2 separate regions of the Mus musculus genome follow, and region 1 is linked to region 2. Evidence: chromatin contacts called from public promoter capture Hi-C data. All regions are on one chromosome and are shown on one strand. The core of a region is the stretch at or near the end of the contact, and the rest is flanking DNA. Distances in the headings are between cores, read along the strand shown.

The links. Promoter capture Hi-C pulls out the DNA fragments that hold promoters and counts their contacts.
Region 1: a promoter capture Hi-C map of cranial neural crest shows a contact between it and region 2. The contact joins two enhancer-like sites. A contact is called at or near these places in 10 of 39 promoter capture datasets (the 3T3-L1 cell line, 3T3-L1-derived adipocytes, cranial neural crest and 6 more) and 9 of 115 datasets of contacts at active chromatin or transcription factors (embryonic basal ganglia, embryonic forebrain, embryonic hindbrain and 6 more).

What each region holds. Positions count from the first base shown.
Region 1 is chr5:140,101,657-140,104,356 of GRCm38.p6, reverse strand. All of the region lies in intron 15 of Mad1l1 (MAD1 mitotic arrest deficient 1-like 1), which reads left to right. Among named protein-coding and RNA genes, the nearest start is that of Gm30492, 7.5 kb to the right of the region's middle. Within about 2 kb of position 1,361, at least 21 of the 459 cell types and tissues checked have an H3K27ac peak or open chromatin away from gene starts, as enhancers often do. A contact at or near this core is called in forebrain, where this site is marked.
Region 2 is chr5:139,929,548-139,932,247 of GRCm38.p6, reverse strand. The region is part of intron 1 of Elfn1 (leucine rich repeat and fibronectin type III, extracellular 1); the gene reads right to left. Among named protein-coding and RNA genes, the nearest start is that of Elfn1, 23 kb to the right of the region's middle. Within about 2 kb of position 1,272, at least 58 of the 459 cell types and tissues checked have an H3K27ac peak or open chromatin away from gene starts, as enhancers often do. A contact at or near this core is called in forebrain, where this site is marked.

The DNA of each region.
Region 1 (2,700 bases), core at 112-2,611, 170 kb before region 2:
GTTCTGTGTGGGCTTCTCCTCCACCCCACCTCCACCCCCACCCCACTGCTCTTAGGCCAGGGTTGCTTGCTGTCCTCCAGCCTCACTCTGATCTCAGAGCTGGAGGCTGTATAGCAGGACTCCCTGACTCCTGTTGCATCCTAAACCACCTTCTCCCCTAGCCAGTACTGGACCTCTGCTAGACTCCCCAGATGAGCACATATCTGGAAGTCCAGGTGATTGCCAGAGTGCTGGGCTCTTTGCTCTGTCCTGTACTATTCATACTAAAGGTCTTTCCATGTGAGGCTGTGCCCACTATTTTATTAGTAAATAAACCATTTACTCAAGCTGTTTGGTCATGGGAGTTTGGCCCAGTTCCCTCTACATACCAGCCTTTCCCCTCTGTGTCCCCCTATACCCTTGTCAGACAAACTTGTGGGTGAACCAGCCTGGCAGTTGCCTGTGTCTTGCATAATTGAGTCTCCTTCCTAGGTCACTGGCCTCAGCTCCAGGGCCCCATGCTAACTGCAAGTCTGACTGTGTCTGTTCTGTATGTCCCAGCTGTTGGCACATCTGGGCAGGGAGGGTTTTTACACCAGGATTGAACTGGTTCTGCAAGGGGGCATTAGTTACCTGCGGTAAGGAACAGTCCCTGTCCAATCTCAGTGTCAGCTGGCTCCTCATCTGCTGTCCCTTCAGTGTGTTCAGGAGCACCTGTGTGAGCAGCCAGTTTGTAACACTGAATGCAGGGTGGCTGCAGTTCCTGAGCACATGGGCACAGAAGCTATGACACATGAGACTGGTCCTGAGGGAAAGGCAAACGGGCCTGGGTTTGGCTCAGTAGTGGGCAAGGAGGTGACTTGGACACATGAAAAGAGAAAGGCCGCCACCTATGAACACGGTGGGTGGGCTTGGGCGTGTTGGTTTCTGATCTGAGCTGCTGCACTTTATAAGGCTGGGTGATGAGGATTCTTGAGGGAATCCTGTGCTAGGTCCTTTCTCTCCCCCATGCCCCACTATCCCCCAACTGCCTTCAAGGCCTTGTTAGATGCTCTGACATTCCTTCTTCATCTAAGTCAAAGCCCTCGTTCCCATTATATGTTGGTCTTGGACCTGGGCACCCTCTGGTACTGGGGAAGAAACATTCATCCTGGGGCTTCTCCGTATGGCCTGGCCATAGCATTTGATGCCGGCCCCTTTGAGACCCAGCCTCCTCTGCAGCTCTAACGGGGCTGCTTGGACCTGGAATCTTGTGGTCTAGCCTTTGGGCTTCCTCAAGCCTTACCCATGTGCTCAGTATGCAGGCAGCCTCCTGCGCTCCCACTCCCGCCTCACTCTTCCCTCTAGAGAAGAAGAGTGGCTTCAAGTTGGCGCTTCAAGGAAGATTGATTAAAATCAGCTGCGGTTCATCTTAATTGGGAACATATGCTCAGAGAGGGAGCTCAACTAGTTAGGATTTTTTGTAATTAGTTCACAGCTGGTTGGCGGGGAAGCAAAACTCTGGTGACCACTTAGAGCTGGGTGTGTGGGCGTGCTTGGGGGTTCAGTGGAGGGGTCATCACAGTGGCTGAATGCAGACTTACCAAGTTGACGCACGCCATCCTTCCTGGGTTTCCTGGGTCATTGGCTGTTTGTACCATGACCTGTGTGCATTGCTAGGGTAGCTAGGGAATAGGAAACGGGTACTAAGGTGTACTTGTCTAATGGACACACGCCAACTGGCTGAATGGACGGCTGACTTATGATAGACAGCCCTGGCAGAGCTTCTGGGAGGTTAGACACTGTGGTGCAGGCCTCGAGTCTCAGCACTATAGTGGCTGTTCCGAGTTTCAGAGCCTAGGCTACATGGTGAGATCCTGTGGAAAGTATGGGGGCAGGTGTCTATAGGAAGACCTTACTTAGAGATGGGGAAACTAAGGCTGGCACAGAGGCAGATACAGGGATTGCCAGTCTCTGTCCTTAGATACCTTGTGCTTTCCCTAAAAGCAGGGACAGCTGCTTTATTACAGAGACCCCCCATGTTCCTCATAGCCTCCCATAAAGCCTCCACATAGTGCTTCTGATGAGCTAGGTCAGGACAGCTTGGTGTAGAGTCACCAAGGAGAGGCCTGCCAGGGGCTCTGCCCACCCTGCATGGTGACAAGTGAGGTTCCTCCATTTGAAACGTGGATGCCTCCTGGGTCCCACACTATAGGCTAAGGGCAGCCTCCATGGACTCGGGCCCTACTGCTTTTCCCCAGTGTTTTAACTGCAAGCGTTTTCAAGATAGAGAAGTAGAAAGAATTTTACAGTGAATGCCCACTTACCCACCACCTACATCCTGTCGGGAATGGCACACTTGTGGCTGTATGACATTCCTATCCATCCCTCTGCCATCCATTAGTTCGTTTTATTCTTTTGATGCATTTGAAACTAAATTGCAGACATCTGTATACTTCCTCTAAGCACTCGAGCATGCATGTAATTAAGCGAATTCATCTCTGGAATCTGACGCCCGGGCCCCCGCCGTCCCACAGTATCGCCTCATCATAGAGCAGAGCTCCTCCCTCCACCAGTGAGGCTGTGCCAGTGGACCCCAGTGCCAGGCCTCTGAGCTGGCACATTCCTCTCACAGTCAGGGGAGGCTAGGCTGGTGTCCATACCACCTTACAGTCCTTCTAAAGTGCTGCTCAGAACAGAGCCCAGACGGCTGCCCAGTGACATTTAAAATCAGAATATCTT
Region 2 (2,700 bases), core at 23-2,522:
AGCAGAGATCTCCCGACACCTGCTCTATGCCTCACCAGGACACACTGCTGGGGTTGCCATGGGGACGAGCAGGGGGGAGCAAGTGCGGGGTGCACACAGCTGCGCTCGAGCACACGGGATGGGGAAGCACACATCCGTGGATATTTGACTCTCTCCATGGTCATACGGGTATAGCGGCCCCACCGGGTGACTGTATAACTACAGATATGCACACTCTGCACAGGGTCTGCTAGCACACGTGTTTGTGCCCTCACGAAAGATGTGGCTCCCCCGGCACACACTTGCAGGCTGGGCACATAACTCTGGGGCCCTACCAGCCTTTGGCACCCAAGGCCGATGCATCTGCCCAGACAGAGGATACAGGCCTCCCTGGAACCTCCTCAGGACACATCACTTCGACACAGTCAGGCTCCCCTGGATTCGGAAAAAACCCTCCAGCCATAACCACCTCCAAACCTGGATGCCACATCTCTGAAGTTTCTGGAACCCCACAAGGAAGAGGAAGCCACACCTGCTCCAAGCCAGACCCCCCAGAAGGGAGTCTGCTTCTAGATCACTTCCTGGGTACTCTATGTACCCCCAAGGAGAGTCCACGGTGACCTCCCAAGTACCCTCTCCATCATGAGTGCTGGGATGACAGGCAAGTGCCACCGTGCTGGGTTAATGCTGTGCTCTACCCATTGCCTAGACAACAAAACTGAGGTTCAGAGTAAATCGTCCAGCCTGCATGGTGCAGACAGGGAGGCCACACAGGGCCTCACAAGCATCTTTGCTCTGCCCGTAGCCTCGATCGGCTCAGACCCCTCCTGGGCTTCTACTTCCTTCAGCTCTGGCGCTCGCTCGGGAAACCAGCCTTCCTAGCTTCTAATTAAGGAAACAAGCCCAGAGAAGGAAAGTAACTCGACCAAGGTCACAGAGCCCTGAGAAAAATCTTACAGGAGCTGCTGGGGGTTGAGAAGCAGGCGTTGGGGGGAGGGCTCTAGAGGGCCCTCTAGAGCCCTCCCCCCAGCTTCCAGCCAGAGGAAGCAGCCGCGGGGGCGGGCAGGCAGGCAGGCAGGCAGGCAGGTCACCGCCCAGCGCTTCCTGCCTCTGTCTTTGCATCTGATACATTCAATGAAGACCAGAAGCCTCCTAATACAATTTAGAGCCCCGTGGCCACAGCCGCCTCTAATGATTAGCTCTGATTTTTCTTGGCTGTCTCTTTGAGACTCCATGCAAATGAGCCTCCTCCTCTTCCCAGCCCAGTCCCTCCTCCTGGCCCCGAGGACGGACAATGAATGAGTGTCTAAGACTAAGGGAAACCTCAAACCTCCCGGCAGCCCAACCTGTGCCTACAGCCCTCACCATGCTGAAAGCCCTGGAAAACCTAGCCCATGCAGGAGTGCCGGCTGATGCTATTCAGACCTTGGGGTCCCCTGCATAAAGGGCGGGGGGTGGCTAGAACACACTCTTTAAGAAGCTGAAGGGTCCTTAAGAGGCAGCTCATAACCAGTTTCCACCTCTGAGGGTGGGGGAGGCAATGGGGCTCAGCTGGGAGAGGGTTCCCCCAGCAAGCAATGAAGGCCTGGGTTCTATTCCCAGCACCACATAAACCCAGTGTAATAACAATGCCTATCATATAGCACTCAGAAAGCTATCCCAAGGTACTTAAGGAGTTTGGGGTAGCCTGGGCTACATGAGATTTTTTTTTTTTTTTTTTAAAGAGCAAAGGCATTGGTAGACATGGGGAAACTTGAGGCCCAGAATCAAGAACTGACTTGTCTGAGGTCAAGACTCAGGAGTATCTCCCCTGGGTCAGTGAGGTCGCACACAGCACTCTAGAAATTCCATCAGCCACCCCACCCCATTCTGCATGACACGACAGCCCTGCCAGGGGCCTGGCGGACAGACACCACTGGTGGAGAATGCAGAATCGGCCTTTAAATACCTCAGCGATTTCATGCCCTGCCGTCTCCCATTCCCGAGCTGCCCGAGGCGCCGGGCCGAGAGGCTGGGACCTAATGAGCTGTGAAGGTCTATTTTTCAAAGTTAAACATCTCCCAGGCTCCCTGGCCCAGCCTTTAGACACAGCCTAGCAACACTCCTGTGCCGAGTCAAGACAGGCTCTTCAGGAGGCCATCTTCTGAGATCCCACCATGCCTGCATCCATCACCACCCACAGATGCTGCCCGAAGCGCTATGCCAGTAGTTGACTTGTGGGACAGAGAGACGGGGGGGGGGGGGGGGTGGATAAGGCTGGAGATGCAGAGGCAAACTCTGGGAGCAGTGGCACCCAGCCCAGCCTTCAAAGGCATCCATTCTAACCTCACTCTATACAAATGCACTTGGGGGTGTCCAAAAGATTCCAGTTCTGACCTATCATGGTCTATCCTGCATCAGGGACCCAGTAGGTGGTCAGGAAATGGCTGTGGCCAGGAGAAAGGCAACCTTGGCTTCAGACCATTGAGTGGTCACAACACAGGGAGACGCCGGGCCTGGCCTATTAGGGCACAAACTGGGCTCTTGCCTTCAGGAACCAGTTGGTCCATTCAAATCCAGGCCCAGTCAGGTCCCCCATCTCAGGAGGATATGCGGGAAGGAATTTGGAACTAGGTTCGAGACTCACCACAGCGACTACCGATCCTGCCAGCTTGCTTAAGCCACTTCTCTGGGCTTCAGGGTCTCCATATGCTATTTGGTGATATTAGTTACTGATTCGTT